Linked DNA regions of Zea mays: region 1 is linked to region 2. A link is a contact called in public Hi-C data. All regions are on one chromosome and are shown on one strand. Each heading gives the region's core, a stretch centred on a gene start, on an enhancer-like site or on the middle of the called end of the contact. The rest is flanking DNA. Distances are from core to core; before and after follow the strand shown.

Region 1 (3,805 bases), core at 710-3,209, 180 kb before region 2:
AATCGGTATGAATTGTTTTCACACGATTTGCACACAATATAATCGAATATGAACTAACCAACAAATTAAAGCACTTATCAAGAACACACAAGAACACACGATTTAACCCGAGGTTCGGCAACCACCACAAAGGTGTCCTACTCCTCGTTGAGGAGCCCACAAAGGGCCGGGTCTTTTACAACCCTAATCCTCCACAAGCCAACCACCAAGGTCAAGGCAATCTCTTCTCAAATTTGCTCAACGAGCGGGTGATACAAACTTCTTGGGGTCGTCCACAAATTTGGAGACTCCCAAGCAACCTCTATCCGTCAAGGAACGCAAGGTTCCAAGAGTAACAAATCCGCACAAGGTTAAGTTTGCAATGAGCTCAAAAATGAAGAGAATGGGAGAATCAAGATGAAATCAACAGTGTGTTAGATCGACTTCACCTCACACCAAGGATCCTTCAAACGATTGAAGGAGATGCGATTTTGGGTGTGAGAGGTGAATTGAATGCCCTTGTTTGGAAGTTGGTCAGCCAAGAAATCGTGGAAGGGGCAGGAGTGAATGAAGAGAGAGAGAGTGTGGGGGGTATTTAAAGGATCCCCCAAAAGCTAGCAGCCGTTGGGAAAAAGAGACTCAAAACCGGTTGAACTGATTCTTAAACCGGTTGAATAGGTTTCCACCAGGGAGTTCTCGGTTCACTGAGGGACTCAGCCGGAGACTCGATCGGTCCCAAATTCGGTTGAGCCGGACTCAAATCCGGTTGAACCGGTTTTTGAAAAACTCTGCACACGACTTTTTTTGACAGAATTGACTGGCAGACTGGCAGGTCAGAAGGTGACAGAAGGAACAGTGCAGAAACCAGTGGAACCGGTTTTAGGTTCGGTTGAACCGGTTTTTTAATTTGATGAACAAATTTTGAGAAAACTGAGGTGAACCAAGGTGAAACTTTAGTGGGGAGTGAAAATGGTTTTTCCAAGAGCATTCATGATCTAGTAAAATATTCTCTTAGAGGATTTGAAAAGGTTTGGACTGAGCTCATCGCATCACTTACTTAACTATTGTGGATCCCTCTTAATTGAACGGCGATTTCTATGACTCAAGAATTATAAAATGCAAATTGTCGTTGTTCCCAAGCACTTGGAGCACGCTATATGATGTAGAATTTTAATCCACTGTGTGCTTTTACATTTGCATACTCATATGATATGTGCTTCTCCTGTTTGTAAAATAACTGTGTACATGCTAGGAGCAAACTTGTTAGAATCTCTGTTTGTTTTGTCATTTAATCACCAAAACCCTCAATTAGGGTTGATTGCACTTACACTTGCTCTCATTAGTAGCCACCTGAGAGTGGGTTGCACACGGATTCCAAGGCTCTCTAAGTGTGTGAGAGAGGTGGACCAAGTATTTAATGTATATCTTATATTATGAGAGAGTTATTATATGAGTAGGCTTTTAGTTAGCTATATGTGACATGACAACATCATAAAAACCCGTTGTTAGCTATATTATTAAACTTATCTTAAGGGCTTTGTCTAGTGGGTACCGTAAACGGTCCTACACACGACTTTTAGGGGACGATTGGGTATTGTAGCATCACACGTGGCCACGTAAGGCTATCCGCAACCATTACCCCTAATTTTTTTCCCCTATATCACTTTTTCTCTTTATTTCCTCCCTATTTTTTCATCTCCCGCAGCGGTTCCCCCTAAATACTCCCCTATACCTCACTACAACTATAAAATATCATTTTCTATATCAACTATCAATTTTTTATCTACTAACAATTACTCGTGGACCCACAGTACAGTGTTTAGGGTGATGAACAGTGATACGCTAGATCTGGGGGGAGAGAGAAGGGTGCCGACACGTAGGGGGCGCTGTAGGGGGACCGCTGCGGCCGTAGGGTGCCCCTACAGCCGACATGCAAGGGGAGGGGGATTGCCAGAGGGCAGCGTTGCGCACAGCCGACAAGGAGACGAAGCCTTCGGTGTTGGCGAATTCGCGAGCTACTGGAAGGAAGCCTCACGTCTCCGCGTCGCGTCGTGGGCCCCACTATGGAAACAAGATCGTTTCTGCACTCGCGATGGGGTAGCTGCTAGATATGGTCTAAGTGGTGCATCATAGAATCATACCACACCATACACAATTAGACGTCAAAGCAACAACAACCAAACTACTTATGAAAAGTGAGGAAAGACTACGAGATGTTTGGTTTCTTGGAACTAATTTTTAGTTCATTTATTTTATCCCTAAATTACCAAACACGGAGATTAACATAGAGATAATCCTAAGTCCCTGTGTTTGGCAACTTAGGGACTAAAAATGACTAACCGTTCGAACTGCTGTTGCTGCAATCTACAGAGACAAAATATTGTAGAAAAAACAGAAGCCGCAACGAACAGTGTGTAAACTAGAGGCTACGAACTGATGTCAACATCAATTCGTCGTGTGAAGCAGGTTTACAGAAGAACGTAACTATAAGACTGATACATATAAATTAGGTTAGTTTTTCTCATACTCTCTCCGTCCTAAAAAAAAGTAGAACGACACGTAGTGGTCTATGCACGTTGACCTACCTTAAATTAGATTTATATAAGATCTTAGCTACATTTATATCTCTAAAAAGTCTGCTATAAATATATATTTAACAATTAATGTAAAGATACTTATCATAAATATCAACCATATTTTATAGTACATAATTAGACAAAGCTAGGACAAAGGGGGTCAATGCTAGTACTTCTTTTAGTGAAACTTTAAATCTTTCGGCTTCAAGAAACAAGAACTACAGACAGAGGAACTACGTACTATCTCCGTCCAAAAGAATAATTATAGGTCTAGTTAGAAGTCAAAATTTTACAAGTATTTATTAAAAAAACTACTAGCAGCATAGAGAAGACTCCAAAACAAAATATCTCGTCATCGAAAATATACCAACACTTAATACGGGAAATTTGAATTTCTCATACAGATTTATTGGTTAAATTTTTTGAATTGTTTTATTTAACTTGTAACGTTGCATTTTTATTTTATTTTGATTTGATGCTTGTATTTACAGATTTGACTTGTCTGGAGGCAGGGGAATTAGAATTTCCACCTTTTCAAAGAAAAAGAGAGAGTATCGAATTTTCCGTCTTTCTCCACAAGGCACCGTGGTCACATCACATCTCTGCAGAAATTCTGTCACCATGTCATCTGCAGGCACCGCACCGTGGTGGTGGTCAATGCTGACGATGGGCTCGTTCGTACTTTGCGTTGACAAAAGGGACCAGTTTTTGTCACGTCACCGTGTTGTTATTCTTGTCGTCGTCGTCTTCTTCTTCTTTTCCCATCGCGGAGACGGACCCCCATACATACAGTACGTCTAAACATGCGATTTGCTGTTTGGTTAAGTGGATTTGACTTGTGAGGCTATTCGCTTCAAATTAAAGTTAACTATTTGTATTGCTGTATCTGTAATCTATAAAGACAAAATACTGTAAAAGTAGTAGAGATCGATACGAATTAAAGTCTGCCAATATATTTACATCGTCTGCGTGGATTCATAGTAAGTCCCGGTCGATGTAGCTAGCTAGCAACCATTGTAGTGGGAAGACCAAGTTGTTTAAAGACTTGGCAATTGGCATCAACCAGCGCAGCAACAGCATGTTTGGATGTGTATATTGATTGTTGAGCACAACCAACCAAAGTGGACTAGATCAACGTCCATTTCATAATTAGTTACTTGGGATAAGCAAGCTAAGTTGCTTCTTTCGCGTCTCTCTGTTTTTTAAACTATATATCATGTATTCTCCGAGGATTGTGATGATTTATGGAT
Region 2 (3,881 bases), core at 97-2,596:
ATGATGCCACACAACACAATCAAATAAAATATAGAGCCAAACAAAATTGTTTACGAAGGTTGCACATAATGTGATTTCATGGGCTTGAACGACACACCACAATCCACGCGAGTACAAGCTCTAGCGTCTGGTGTCAACGCGTGTGCGGCCATCAGGGCTACAACAACACAACAATCCTTCGTAATAAGCGCAACAGACACAATTATAGCTCGATAATCGGGGTACACGATAAGTCCACGCAACGTGCGCAATTGTGTTTCGATGATCACGGCAGACAAAGACTGCCTACAGGGTATGTGAAAAATACGCGACTCACAGATGGCGGTTCCACTCAACGGGAGTTGTCCGATTAAACGAGAGTGCAGCCAAATTCGTACGACACAAATACTGTGTCGTGTTGCCAGGGCGCAGCTAATGCTCAGCTAATGCCATAACTCAACCGATTAACAACGTAGCCTGATCGGCATGTTCAGGTACCCACTATACAATTTAATCGCTCGGCGTGAGTCTGAAAGCTTAACGCGACACAAATATGTCTAGCGATTTAAGTATGTGCATTATAGCCTTCATATATATTTTCATAATTTTCTGCTATTTACTGTATGAAATAAAGCAGAAAAATAATAATAGAATTAATGCATGAGCATAAGCAGATCAGGTACGTGAAGGCATTTTCCCCATATTCAAGCATGTGTTTTTGTACTAATTATTTACTGCGGGAAATAATTAATTAAAGTAGATTAAGAACATTAAACATATCGTTCCATTACGTAGAGCAAAAATCGAAGCCTGTCGCGTAGGACAGTTCGGCTAGGCCAGGGACCTGCCGACTTGACGATGAGTTGACGCAGATCTGATCCCACAGTAACGTCGAGGTAGAGCGTGCTGATAACGTGTTGAGAACTACGTTACCACGGATCACCAGATCCGCTCCCTTCGCTCCCGTCAGCAGTAGAGGCGCAAGAAGTTGTAGAGTACCCGTCTCCCTTTCTATAAGCACGACAGAGGAAACACACGAGACACGATGTAGGGTTGAGCCTCTAACTTTTTTCTCTTCTCTCTCACCTTATATAGAGATGTGAGACCACTCAGGAGCAAAGCAAGTATTTGTCTATATAACCATAACTAGGGTTACTTAACACAATCACCGCCATGATTGGCCTCCAGTCGGCTCGGACACGTTTGCCGAAATGGTCGTGCCTCCATCTGACCAGCTATAGGCATCACACATCGTTGAGCGGGCCCGTACATAAATCCAACAAATAATACTGTTTCCTGTATCATAGAAACGCGCCCTCGGCCTTGCTGGGCCAAGAAAAAAAGGCATGTTCTGTGGGCCTGCAACGACACCGGCTTCCCTTGCATGGCTGCTTTGTGGGCTACGGTCCATAATAGTCAACGCCTCTCTATTTAGTGCTGGAACAAAAGAAGAGGAGATGGGAAGGAAAAAAAAATAAAGGGAATGGTTGGTCCGCTACGAGACACACACGCCAGGAAGAAGATGGACTTGGACTGCCTGCCAAGCTCTCTTTTCATACGTTGGGTATAGTACGGCTGTAGAACACGTATCATCCGAGTGAAGGCATACGTGAGTCAAGTCAATGCAGCAGCATACGTTCTATAACAATGTTGATTTCTAACCTCCCACCAGTTTTTTTTTGTTGCCTGCAGCTAGGTGTCTTTCTACATTACTGACAGCACCACCACCCCTGCCCTTGTCACTGCGAAAAAATGTTGCATTGGTTGGTTTGCGAGGCCCTGTCAGGACCGGAGGTAGCCCGAGAACGGGAGCAAGCAAGAACGCGGCAGCCAACAATGCAGGCGGCGACGCCCCCGCGAGAGCTAGCCGTGTGGGCATCAGATTTCCCTGACATCTCCAGCTCCCAACAGGGACTCGGAATAATTCAGGTATAGACCGTCGTCGCGGCAGCCTTGCTTGGCACCCATCTTGTCTGTCACATATCTATTATCTCACGCTACTCGATCTTCTTCGGCAAGCTGCCTGCTTGGTGCTTTGCCTAGCCAGCGAGACAGCAGACATGGACTTTTTCCTTGCGGTGTCATCAGCTGGACGGCTAAAGGAAGGCAGCCAGAGCCAACTCTGACATGCATATATGCACACACTATTAATTCCACTCGCTTGGGTTGCTTGCGCTGGCCAAGGCTTATAATGATCAGGTTTGCTTTGCTGGAGGAGAGGAAGAGGACCATGCTGCTTGCATTGCTGGCTCTGGTGGAGATGTTTCAGGGGCGGGCAATTCTCCGTCGTCTAGGGTTAGGTCCGTACGTGTCCCTGTCGTACGTCTCCTGCGATGGAGAATTTAATTTTCTCCTTCTCTATCATCTGGGATAATAATTAACTAGGTGTATGTGATAATAATTAACTAGGTGTATGTGCGTTACCATGAAAGTTAAAAATTAGTATAAAACATAGATACGAAATGACAAGTATCACTATGATATACAAAATTCTATTTGAGTATGTGTAATATCAGTGTGTTATAACGACACACAAATTATTCGATAAAATGTTATATCACAAGGATTACATAAAAACAAACAACACATTAGCAAATTCTTTGTCAATAATCAATATAGAACTAAACTAGCTTGTAAAAATCAAATTATACTACAATGCGAATATAACAAAAATAAAATTTAAGAAGTGATGACTAAGGGGGTGTTTGGTTTCTAGGGACTAATTTCTAGTCGCTCCGTTTTATTCCATTTTAGTCCCCAAATTAACAAATATGTAAACTAAAACTCTATTTTAGTTACCGTAATTGGCAAAACATAGTAATTTAGGCTCGTACATAAAACATAGTAATTTAGGCTCCTTTCATTAAGCTTTAGATAACTACACAAAGCAATTAAACTCACGCATAAATTCTTTGTCGAGTGTTTTTTAGTTTTGTGTTTGGCACTTGACAAAGAGCTTCTTTATAGAGTGCTCGAAAAAAACACTCGGCTAATCACTTGCACTCGGTGAAACCCGTTTTCTGGTAGTGATGCTCCTCGGCTGTGGAGGATGGCACTTGCCCAACATGATAACTAACATCGGAATTCTGGTGACTGTAATACCCAGCCCTCATCGTCTCCATCCATCCTAGGTGCATAAAATAGGGCGCCGACATTCATAATCTGCAACGACCCATAGCTGAAGGACTTTCCTAATGGTTGAACACCCAAACTCATCATCCTACTCTCTGTCATCCAGATCATCATCAAGAGAGTCGGTATCACAAGAAAAACTCTGCACCATCACTGTGAAAACAATACTTCTCACTGCCGTCATAGTCTTCGTGACTCTTTCTGAACCTCCGTGTACACACGGGATCTCTTAGGACTTCTATGACCACCTTAATGACAGAAACCTCATCTTTTCCAGAAGGAACTGAGTCAGCAGAGGAAGGTGACAATGGGGCAATAATAGAACGTTGTGAAGCACCAGGTGACTGTTGAGATACTCTTACTTCCGTCAGGCTTAAAGTAAGCTAGAAACAGAAAATAACACTAAATGTCACACAATGTAGTTATCTAACAAGAATCACAAGCCAAAATAAATCTTGGTAGCTCAATACATGGAGCCATATATTTGACAAGAGGCATACATGGAGAGTGATGGGACCAGGTCTGCTGCACTGCTAGGCACAGACAATGGTAGGATTATCTCGATTTTCTCTTCAGTAGCATATGCATAATCTGCTAAGTTCAGTGAAACAGTCCCCCGAACAAGTTTTCTCTTTGACATTTTACTTGATTCCTAGAGCAACAGAAAAATAAGAAAAAGTCAAGGTGGCTGAAATAAATTGCATTAAATTGCATAAGTTATTCCTAGCATAAGTTATTCAGATATATTTATTCCATCTATATGACTTGGT

What was found. Hi-C and Micro-C count contacts between places; a contact is called where the count stands out from the background.
Region 1: a contact with region 2 is called in a Hi-C map of bundle sheath, with 2.0 times the contacts expected there. The contact joins two enhancer-like sites. A contact is called at or near these places in 2 of 25 Hi-C or Micro-C datasets (bundle sheath and leaf).

What each region holds. Positions count from the first base shown.
Region 1 is chr8:136,479,920-136,483,724 of Zm-B73-REFERENCE-NAM-5.0, reverse strand. No RefSeq gene overlaps it. Among protein-coding and RNA genes, the nearest start is that of LOC103635958, 19 kb to the left of the region's middle. Within about 2 kb of position 1,959, at least 18 of the 20 cell types and tissues checked have an H3K27ac peak or open chromatin away from gene starts, as enhancers often do. A contact at or near this core is called in bundle sheath and leaf, where this site is marked.
Region 2 is chr8:136,297,571-136,301,451 of Zm-B73-REFERENCE-NAM-5.0, reverse strand. No RefSeq gene overlaps it. Among protein-coding and RNA genes, the nearest start is that of LOC100274142, 44 kb to the left of the region's middle. Within about 2 kb of position 1,346, at least 16 of the 20 cell types and tissues checked have an H3K27ac peak or open chromatin away from gene starts, as enhancers often do. A contact at or near this core is called in bundle sheath and leaf, where this site is marked.